2 separate regions of the Larimichthys crocea genome follow, and region 1 is linked to region 2. A link is a contact called in public Hi-C data. All regions are on one chromosome and are shown on one strand. The core of a region is the stretch at or near the end of the contact, and the rest is flanking DNA. Distances in the headings are between cores, read along the strand shown. Region 1 holds the start of slc29a3 (solute carrier family 29 member 3). Region 2 holds the start of ly6pge (lymphocyte antigen 6 family member pge).

Region 1 (5,011 bases), core at 428-2,927, 130 kb before region 2:
CTGAGGTCTGAACGTTGCTCCTTATTGCTGCTGTGGTCAGTGTTGTTACTCAGTTTGTAGAGCCAGTAGTGTTTAGCTGTTATAAAGAAGTTCCAGGGCAGCAGGGAGCCGATGCCCATCAGAAAAAAGATGATGTACACCAAACAGTAAGAGTCTTCTGGATTGTAGCGCACCACCAGAGGCACTGAGGAATGCTTTGGCAGGAGTGATGTAGTGGGACTCTGGTCCTCGCTCTCCTCATCCTCCGATGTTTGGTGGTTGCCAAGACCAGTTGGAATATAGGAGGAATTGAGGCTGGGCTGCACCGGCTCTGTGTCATCCATTTTCACAGAGTACAGGATTCTCACAGAGTGAAGACGAGAGGAAAAAGGGAAGGTTGAGAAAGTGGAAGACAGGAAGTGTTGACAGAAAGCCAAAAGCAGAAAGCTGTGAAGGAGAAGAAGAAAAACATGAGTTAAAAGGAGGAAAAAAAACAACGCTACGAAATAATGTTATTGCAATAAGTTTTAAGATTCTTACATTTACGTGTGCTTGTCCAGAGAGTAAAAAACAGACTGTGTATGCTGTGCAGCCATAGTCTGCAGGGATATCTGTGCTGTAGTGGGTGGAGATCAGTCCAGTTGTCCAGATCCTGTGATGCTGCAAGTGCAAGGAGTCACATATAACCTTGAAAATGATCATTCAAATCTGGACATAGTGACAGGTATTTTCCTAATAATGTCTTATAAGAACAAAAATGGAGAAGCTGTACTCTGAAAGCTTTAACAACAATATTAATGCAGTGCTGGAATCAATACGAGTCACGGCGTGGCAATTTCCACACTGTGGGATTCTTCTGTGGTAAATGCTCCATTGGATAAAGCCACACACCAGCATTTGACACACATTTTCTCTCAGGGAGACAGCATTTTCTCTCGAGGCATGTGATTGTTTGACTCATTGTGCTGACCGTGTCATCTCACGTCTGCAACTTTTCTGCATACTGAAAGCTCACGCGTGAGAAAAGGTTGTGAATGATGCATGGAGGAAACAGTCATGAGATGGAGAGAGCTGCTGCACTTGGACAGAAATAGACTTCCACCAGCACCACTTGCTTACACAATATGAGGTTGTTACTTTAACTATTTAAGGAGGTTAAAGGAAGTCTGACGTGACAGTAACAAAGCTGATCTTGCATCCTAAAGTATCATGTGTACCACTAATGAGGAACCAGTATTCACATGATGTTTGCCCAAGAGGAGTCAATTACACTTCAGACAACAGTGAACAATGTGTCCGTGGTGTCTGAGGACAGCTGCTTTCTTCAAAGGTTGACTGCAAAACCCTCACACAGCTGCTCAGTAACCAGCCATTAGTCTTCTTCATTAAGGTCTTCAGGCGAGACATGTAAAGATTTATTAGTCTTTTGTTCGCTGCGTGCAGTCAAACGCGTAAACTAACACTACCTGTAAGTTAAGAGAGGGTGTTGCTAAAGTACCCGCAGTGGTAGGTAGCCGTCTGACATGTTACCTGTTTAAATAAAATACAAACATACCTCACTGCTGGACACTCACTGCCTGTCGCTCCTGTTTTTTGTACAAGTGTTGCGCTGAAACGAAAAAACCCATTTCACAAACCGCAAGCGTTTCTGTCAGCTGACAAACAATTATTCAGCCGAAACTAGCAACAACAATGACACTTCCGGCAGGAATCCTTCAGAATAAAAATGTTATCGACATAAATTCTAAACCAGACTCACTCCAAGTGTTTGATAAATGTAAGAAACAATATTCTAGACGAAGCCAGAGCATAATTCAAAAAGTACGCTGGACGTCAATATTAAATCATTAGAGTAAAAAGTAATCTATGCTTTTATTCTGAAGGCCAACCGACACACTTGTTCCTGATATACACGGCAGCCTTCTTTTCCGGTACAGCTTGTACAAAATAAAAGCCCATATTTAGAATTTTGATTTAATTGAATTGAATTAGAATGACTTATATATGACATATGACATGACATAACTTGCCAAATAATACAGCATTAAGTGATACCCTGTTTTTCTGACAGATGCTACTAATTACTAAATACTTAAAACGCAAACAAATAAGCAAAATAAATAAATAAAAGCACAAATTGGTGCAATGTGAAAGTCTGAATGATAACAATCTGTATATGTTTATATTATAGCAAGTCTGTAATGTAATTGTACTTACCACATTCAAATGTACAATTTGAAACTTGAAACCTGAACAGAGTTTTTTCGCTTCTTCAGAAAAAAATACTAGAAAACCTACAAACCATTTCTCAGTACTTAACCTTTAGATCATACAATTTGTAGCAGACAGCTATGTCCATGTGGAACATTGCCTGGTATTGAAAGCTACATTTTAATTGTTCATAAATAGGTGTATTGTATTATGTTTCCAAATACATAATACTATTTATATGTACAACGTTCGTGAATCTTTTAAATATCACATGCAAATCATTACACCATCAACAGACTTATTGGCTCAGAAATATGAATACTATGTTGTTGTGGACAAAGAAATGTTTAACAGGAAATATATCCTTAAATTTACATTTTTCCCATTGTAGCACACTGAAATAGTTTGTTTATTTATAAATTCATATTCATAAATATGCATACTTCTGTCATATTGTAAAAATCTCCTTTTTATTAAATAAAGATTCAACCTTTTCTTGAAAAGCATGAGTCTTTACCAGGAGAGGGCACCACAGGACAGCATATTCAGTAGCAGTTTATTACAGCCCTCTGGAATATGAAAACAATACCTGTAAGAATGATAATTTAAAAAATGACTACAAATCCTTTTAAAAGTCAAACATGACACCAGGTGATTTTATGTCTTCAACTAGACTGTAAATTTGCAGACTCTTGGCTCTCTATAACACGTGAGTAGACACCGCTGGACTAAACAAATCATTGTCAAATGAATCACTCAATAAATGTGAAGCTTATCCAACTCACAGCTGCTGACCTGCTGTCTCCTCCTTGCCGACAACAGATCTAATTGTGCAGGACAAATCTGCACAAATAATACACTTGAACATTTTATTCATTTCACTGTGAGCCTAAAATCAGATCTCACACTCTCCATGTACTCATTATGCTGAACATAATTCTAAGCATTCATTAGATTCCCATTTTTTTCAATTTGTTTTTAAGAAAGGTGCATAGGTTTGTATGTTTTCATGAAAGAAAACTAGCTTTGTAGTGTAAGCCTTTGATACTGTATGTCACACATATGGTCACACTCAGAAATTACTATCATCACTTCATAATCAAAAAGAAGATTATGTGTTATGAAAGCTGTCGATCATGCATGAACTGGCATGACATGGAGTTTCTTCTTAAAATAGGTTTTACACGCCTTCAAAATAATATAATTCTCACTGGTTATTTATTCGCTAAAAAGTAACAAAACCATCCTTTGTAGATGTGAGGGGTTGGGTTGAAGCCGCAATCAGCTTTTATACTTCTTTCACCACTTTGTGTATTATAAAAGGTTCGATTAACTCATGCACTGAAGGGTGACATATCAGCCCTCAATTAGAAGTGCATCTAATGAAACAGGTGCAAAGTGTTGCCTGCCATTTAGACCATACTGCAGTGCACACTCACCACAGATGACTCACCGGGATATTTGTTCTCATTGTAAGAGCCTAATCTGACGAATCCCTGCACATCCTGCTCTCGTAAAAAAAAAAAAAACTGAGGTTAGAGCGCTGGATCTAAATGCCCAGAGTCAATCCTTGAAGACCACCATTAGTGTCTCTAAAACCTTGTTAATTTGAAGGCCGGAGAGCCTGCCAGTTAAAAGCTTCCAAAGCTAAGTGGACCTAAAGGGAATTTCCATTGAGGTGTGATGAAAAGAGGGACAGGATGAGAAGGTCTGCATTTTTTGTGTGTGAAAATTGGGTGTAACTGATAAAAACACAGATGCTGTTTAACAGTGATTCTTGTCCCCAAACAAAGCATGCAATTTGGTCTATGGATTTTATGCACACTGCTTCAATATTGTATGGTTTTGCCAAAACACATTACAATTCAATAACAACAAAACACACACAATTGTTAAACTAAGAAATATAATTTATTGCATAAAAATTATATTTAGTTACAGGTAAGAAGGCTAGACGTTTATTTACAATTGTACTTTACAGAGAGATAAAATAATGTTACTGAATCCATTTTGTTTTTTTCGTAAAAATGTCTGTCTTCTTGAACAACGGCTAAATTGTTCTCTTTGATGGGAGCGACGAGGAATCTTGTCCAGCTCCAGCATAAATGATCCAGAGCTATGGCCAAAGATCCTACAGATACTCAAGAAATCTGGATGAATAAACACTGTATTCTACAGCTAGCCAGTGTCTGTAACAAGATTTGAGGAAAGAAAACAAGTCCTGCAGTGTTCAGGGATCCAAAGTACTGAACTGGTCGTGTTCAGATATTTCCTTACAGGGGTTAGGGTTAGGTTTTAACCCTAGACCTGCAGGGCACAAGTTCATGATGTCAGTCACAAGTTTTGTAGCCATTACGCCATACTTTGTTTTGTTCTCTCATATGTGCTTTTTCAGTAATAGCTTCCTGGGTCAGTGATCCAATTCTTCCGATCCAGATGGAGAACACCTTCACCAAAAATGCTAAACCACTCTTAAACCACTTTAGGATACAAAAACAAAACCCTGTCAATGCCCTGATCTGAAAAAATAGAATTACTCTTCCAGGAAACAAAAGAAGTCAAAATGCTTCGCTTTGCTTTTGTACTTGCATAGCACTTACAAAGAGAAATGACAGATCTTAAGCGTGTGCACATACTTATTGCACACCCACCTGCCCAAACATACCCACTCACTCAACACATACACACACTCACTCATCACATACGCACTTGTGTTTTTAGTTCATTCACACCAAACAGTGGCATGACTCACTGCTAAAGAGGAGGGATACTGCCTGTGTTTTGGTTTCTGTAGTTTTCAAAGATAGGAACACTTTTCTTT
Region 2 (5,208 bases), core at 189-2,688:
CACATGTAATGACTTCTTTCAAAGCAGTTAAATGCTGATAATGTTGCTGCTTTGTAAAAACTCATATTTAGACATTGGTCCAAGCAATTTTTAAGACAGCCAGCTGACACACAGACATCGTGACACACTGTCTTGTTAAGATCAAGCTGTGTATACAACAGTCTCAACTCTGGATATTTTTTTATCCTTTAGCAACACAGGATCTATGTGTTTGATGAGTATCTGGGTGACAGTGAGCATAAAGTCAAGAGAGAACAGTAATTACTAACTATCTTTATGCAAATCATCCCAACATCAAGCAAAGAATTGTACAGGTACTACCTTATTTTCAGGTAAAGCTTCAGATCCCTACTTCACTACACAAAATACTCAAATGTCTCTCCAGAGGAAAGAGTGGTTATTTGAGAACTAGCTGACCTTTGAAATATCACTTTAACGCTTCCTTTTGAAAAAACCTTCATCCGTCTACTAAATTCTGGAATGGCCCTTCAGAAACAGCCTTCAGTGCTGCTTTCTAAAAGGATCAAACAGGGCTAGACTTATAGGCTTCAAACAGCCTTTGTAGCAGCACATCTCTTGTCTAGGCATTCAGCATAACCTCATTCTACCCCATACTTGTCTTTCATCATTCAGTTGTGCTGGCTGGCAGACAGAGAGGTTGCTCAGAGACATAAAGTAGTAAAGATCAGCGAGGTGAAATGTTCTAATCAACAAATTACTAGACATTTAACTGAAAAAAGCAGAACTTAAACAGCAAACCACGATTGCTTAGATGATGAATTTGATTTCCCTCTTTTGCTTTGCTTCTTGTGTACCCCTCTGTATGCTGACATGACATGGTAAATGCCCCCTGCACAGCCGCTCTACACACATGCTATTAGTCTTAGCCTCCAGGCTTATTAAGAGATTATCTGCTGAGATGGCACACTAGTTAACAGAGGAGGTTGACAGACTGAACAGAGGCAAAACTCGTGAGAATTACAGGAGATATGACGAGCAATTAGCAAGCTTGACGTAAATTAAAGTGTCACTAAGGTCTCATTATAAAATAGTTGTATTAGAGCTAGAAAACATGTAGAGCGTTTTCTGAAAAATAAAGATAATGTAGACTTGTTGTGTCCAACATTTCCTGTTCTGAAAGCTATTTTGGGCAGTTATACACTGTACAGTTTCCAGCCTCTCAGGAAATACAGACAAACATCTATTCTTAGAAAAGAGAGAAGAGTACCTCGAGGGAGACACCAACCAAATCCAAATGACAGGTAAACAGAAGGTAGAGCACATCTCTAAAGGCAGGAGGGGTGAAGGATGAAGGTGGGGATAAGAAAAGGAAGGTTATTAAAATAAAAACCTAGTTCTTACTGTTGGTTGGTAGCAGAATTAGAGATAGCAGGAGCAGAGGACAGTACTGGAGAGCTCTCATGGTGCTGGTCGTCCTCAGCCGTCCTGATCACACAATGAAAAGCAGGTTGTTTGCTCCTAAAGCCCCCTGAGCTTAATCTGAGCAATCAGATGAGCTAATATCCGCCTCCTGCAAGGGCCCACAGCTCAGTGTTGAGTGTCAATAGATGCTTTTTTCAGTTTGGGAGACACCAGGAGACCAGAGCAGTAGATTCATTCTGCACCTTTAACCTCAGGGGCTTTTATGTTCTAGCCACATTTATCCCGAGTCTGAAACTTCCCTATTTCACCTGGTCCAGTCCTTAGATCACCCTGCTGTACCAGGACTGATCACTACAGGCATATATGACAGTTAAAGTTATCCAGTTACAAAACCAATCAATTCTACATTACCGTTTCATGAATTGTAGCAAATCATTTCAGGTTTGCTGTCATCTGCCTCAGTGACATTGCTTTTGTAAATATGTTACACTAGCTGCTGCCAAGAAAAAACTGCTGTGTATGTGAAAAAGTTCATTGAACATTGCAATCATCTAAAGCTTTTGTTCCTAACCTTTTCCTTTCTATCTCATATACTCTCAGAGCCCACTCATCCTGTTCCAAATCTGTTCTTTCAAACTCATTTTAAACAGAATGTTACCAAACACTACCTATTATGTAAAAATTGAGATATTTCTTCTTCTTATTATTATTATTATTATTATTATCATCATCATTATTATATTAACTGTTATCCTGAAATTGTTAATGGAGGGTCGTTCTGGAGGTTTCATACTACCACTTCAAGTGGCAGAAGCTTGATTTTCAACAATCCATTACTTTCAGTGATCTATTTTTAATTAGTTTTCACACACTCAGTCACGCACACTTGATTTGAAGGTATTTCCTGCGCAGTTGGCTGATTATTATTTATTACTGGTTATTGTAGCAAAACAAAATGACAAAGATCAGCCTCACAGCAATTTTTGTTTCTATTTGTGTGTTTATTTTTCTTCTAGGGACAATAATGTCCATAAAAATTCATATTTTCCCAAATTCTTTTTTTTTTCTCGGATAAACATCTTTCCGCATACATCTTGGCAACTGCATAAGTACCCCCTGTGGTACCCCTGCATGGGAATAACTAAAGTAAGAGAAAAACAAAGGTCTTATGCATCTGTGCATCATCATCATAATCATCATAATCACATTTTAACCCTGATTTATGACACTCTTCCACAAATTTTAAACAAAACACAAATGCAGATGATGTGTGGTATCTCACATAGACCTTCTAACTTTCAGTTACGTAAGGAAAGAACCAGAGTGAAACCAGTGTGCTGTATTGCCATCTTTTATTGCACGTTGTAAGCAGATGCTGTACAGTAGCTGTGCAGAGAAGTTATTCCTCAGTGTGACACAACAACCATAGCAGGACTAGGACATATCCATCCAAAATTAAATAACTCCTGGTCACAACTGAATACAGTCACGATTAGTTTGCTTTATATCAAAATAAAATCCAAAAAATAGTCCCACAATTTCATCGAGAAAGCTATGACAAGTATGACAAATATCTACAAGGTTACATGACGGAAGCGGGCTGAGGATGACGGAGTAACTATCAAAAATGCAGATGAGTCTTTTTCATATTTGGAATTTCCTACAGTATATAAAAAACATTAACATTACAAGTTCTTCTTTCTCTCACATGCAGTAAACTATTGTGATAGTTTGTGATCTCATAGTGGTGTATCAACATTTTATGAATTATAATCTAAGTCTCTGTTACTCTTTTTCAAAGTCTATCTTTCTCTTGTATTAAGAGGAGACAACAACAGGAGCGGTTAAACAGTCTTCTCCCTCAGTGGCTGTCATGGCAACATCATTATAGATAATTTAACCCACAAACAATGCTCTCACTTTTCTCATTATCATACACACACTCTCACACACTCAGACACACTCATTAGTGATATGATACATATTCTAAAACGTTAAACCAGACCCCCGATACAGTACGATACACTGACACATCAAAAATGTACAGAGTGATTTAAAGGAAGCCATTCCTGTGGATCCTGTATACACAAAGTCAGTAGGAAATTTAACTCCAAGACCATTTTGGCCATTGATGTCCATCAGTCCCCGGAAGAGAGGTAAATATTACTGATCCGCTTCATTTTCCACCACCGCTCCTCTGTGAGATTTGGCTTGGGTGCGGAGGTGTTCGCTAACTCTTCCCCATCTTGGCGATCAGCTCATCACAGATCTTTGTCAACTCCTCGATCTCTTTGTTCTGTAGAACAATTGTTATATAAATATATATACTTGCTTGCATGGATATTATTTAATGATTTCATATCCAAGGATTTTATTAGTGAGGAATTTTGACTGACTTTTTGCTCCAAAGTGCGCTCCAGGGAGTCCACCTTCATCTGCTCCTTCCTCAGACTGGCCTGGTAGGCAGCCTGCTCCTGCTTGGCCTTGGCTCGCACCTGAGCTATTTCTGAATTAGCCCTGGAAACACACAAGTGATACATTGAGAAACGAGTCACCTCACGACTCCCAAAAGCTTAGAAAGCATAGTAAGTATAACCTCACAAAGCAAAGCCAATACAGGATGGAATAAAAACTATCTATAAAAACAGATAATATATCCAAATTAGCATTGAGGCATTGTGTAGTTAGTGAATTGTTGTGTTTTCCCTTTGGGGAAAATAACACTGTCATGGTGGAATAAACAAGTGATAATGAGAGTGTATATATAGACTCACTTGTCTAGTTTCTCTTCTGCATGAATCTTCAGGGCTTGATAGCGCTGTTCCTCCTTGCGGACCCTGGACAGATACTCCTGAGCGCACTTCTTCAGGACCTCTTCATTCTGAACGGAGTGGAAAATATTAATTAGTTGTCATGAGCTAAATTTGATATGACTTACAAATCCGTTCATGCTGAAAACAGTGATTAGTTGTGAAAAACTTGTTTGTTAGCCACCTTGCGGAAGCCCTCCAGTACATCTTTCATCTTCTCGTAACGCCGGAAGAGGTCGGCCAGAGACTTTTCCACAGAGTTGAGGTCGGACAACGCCTGGTCCTTCTCCATGATAAGCTGCTGGATGGTGTGGTGGGAGAGAGACTTCTCTTTCTGGTCATCCTCTGATAGACACACACACATATACTATAGATTAGATCATGAGTCTATGTACTGAAGAGTCTGGTGCACTGGCCACATATAATGTTTAAATACCTACACCAACACATAGAAACAAACACTTTTGACAATATATCACAATGAATATGTGGGTTAGTATGATTTAATAGCATTTTAGACTACACTACATGAGTATATCTGATAGACCAGTGTAGCATGCAAACAAAAACACTGAACAATGAAGAAATCAAAGAGACCTGTAAACCAGAGACGGAGCCGGCAGCTGGTTTGCTTTGAGTGCTTCTAAATGACAAAGTTCCCACAGTATTTCAGCACCCTCCCAGCTTTCCCTTTCCTTTCCTGTCACACGTTTAGATAAACAACCTTCTTAGCTCACTAAATCAGCATGAATCCCTTTCATAACCATCTACAGCACAAAAGCAAAATGCAGATATGCATATAAATGTTTCTTGTGTGTATGTACTTATGAATCACTTGTATAATGTTGTATTTCACATCAGCAACGGGCAGCTGAATGAAAAATACCAGGAGATTCTGTCTTTTTCACCCATTAAAAACAATATACAGTGTCTCAAACCCACAGGATGAAATGCAACAAAATAGACAAACAAACGTCACTGGATGAGATGAAGGAAGTGAGCACATTGGCTCCCC

What was found. Hi-C and Micro-C count contacts between places; a contact is called where the count stands out from the background.
Region 1: a contact with region 2 is called in a Hi-C map of muscle, with 4 times the contacts expected there. The contact joins the promoter of slc29a3 here to the promoter of ly6pge in region 2.

Annotation. Positions count from the first base shown.
Region 1 is chrIII:12,337,735-12,342,745 of L_crocea_2.0, reverse strand. slc29a3 (solute carrier family 29 member 3) reads right to left here and starts at 1,677. Exons shown (of 7, transcript XM_019270224.2): 1 at 1,535-1,677; 2 at 520-639; 3 at 1-412. The coding sequence starts at 323. It overlaps unc5b (unc-5 netrin receptor B), which reads right to left. Exons shown (of 17, transcript XM_019266230.2): 17 at 5,009-5,011.
Region 2 is chrIII:12,207,376-12,212,583 of L_crocea_2.0, reverse strand. It overlaps ly6pge (lymphocyte antigen 6 family member pge), which reads right to left and starts at 1,438. Exons shown (of 3, transcript XM_010730217.3): 1 at 1,363-1,438. The coding sequence starts at 1,423. It overlaps tacc2 (transforming, acidic coiled-coil containing protein 2), which reads right to left. Exons shown (of 24, transcript XM_019266260.2): 21 at 4,378-4,538; 22 at 4,158-4,264; 23 at 3,780-3,900; 24 at 2,722-3,679. The coding sequence ends at 3,614.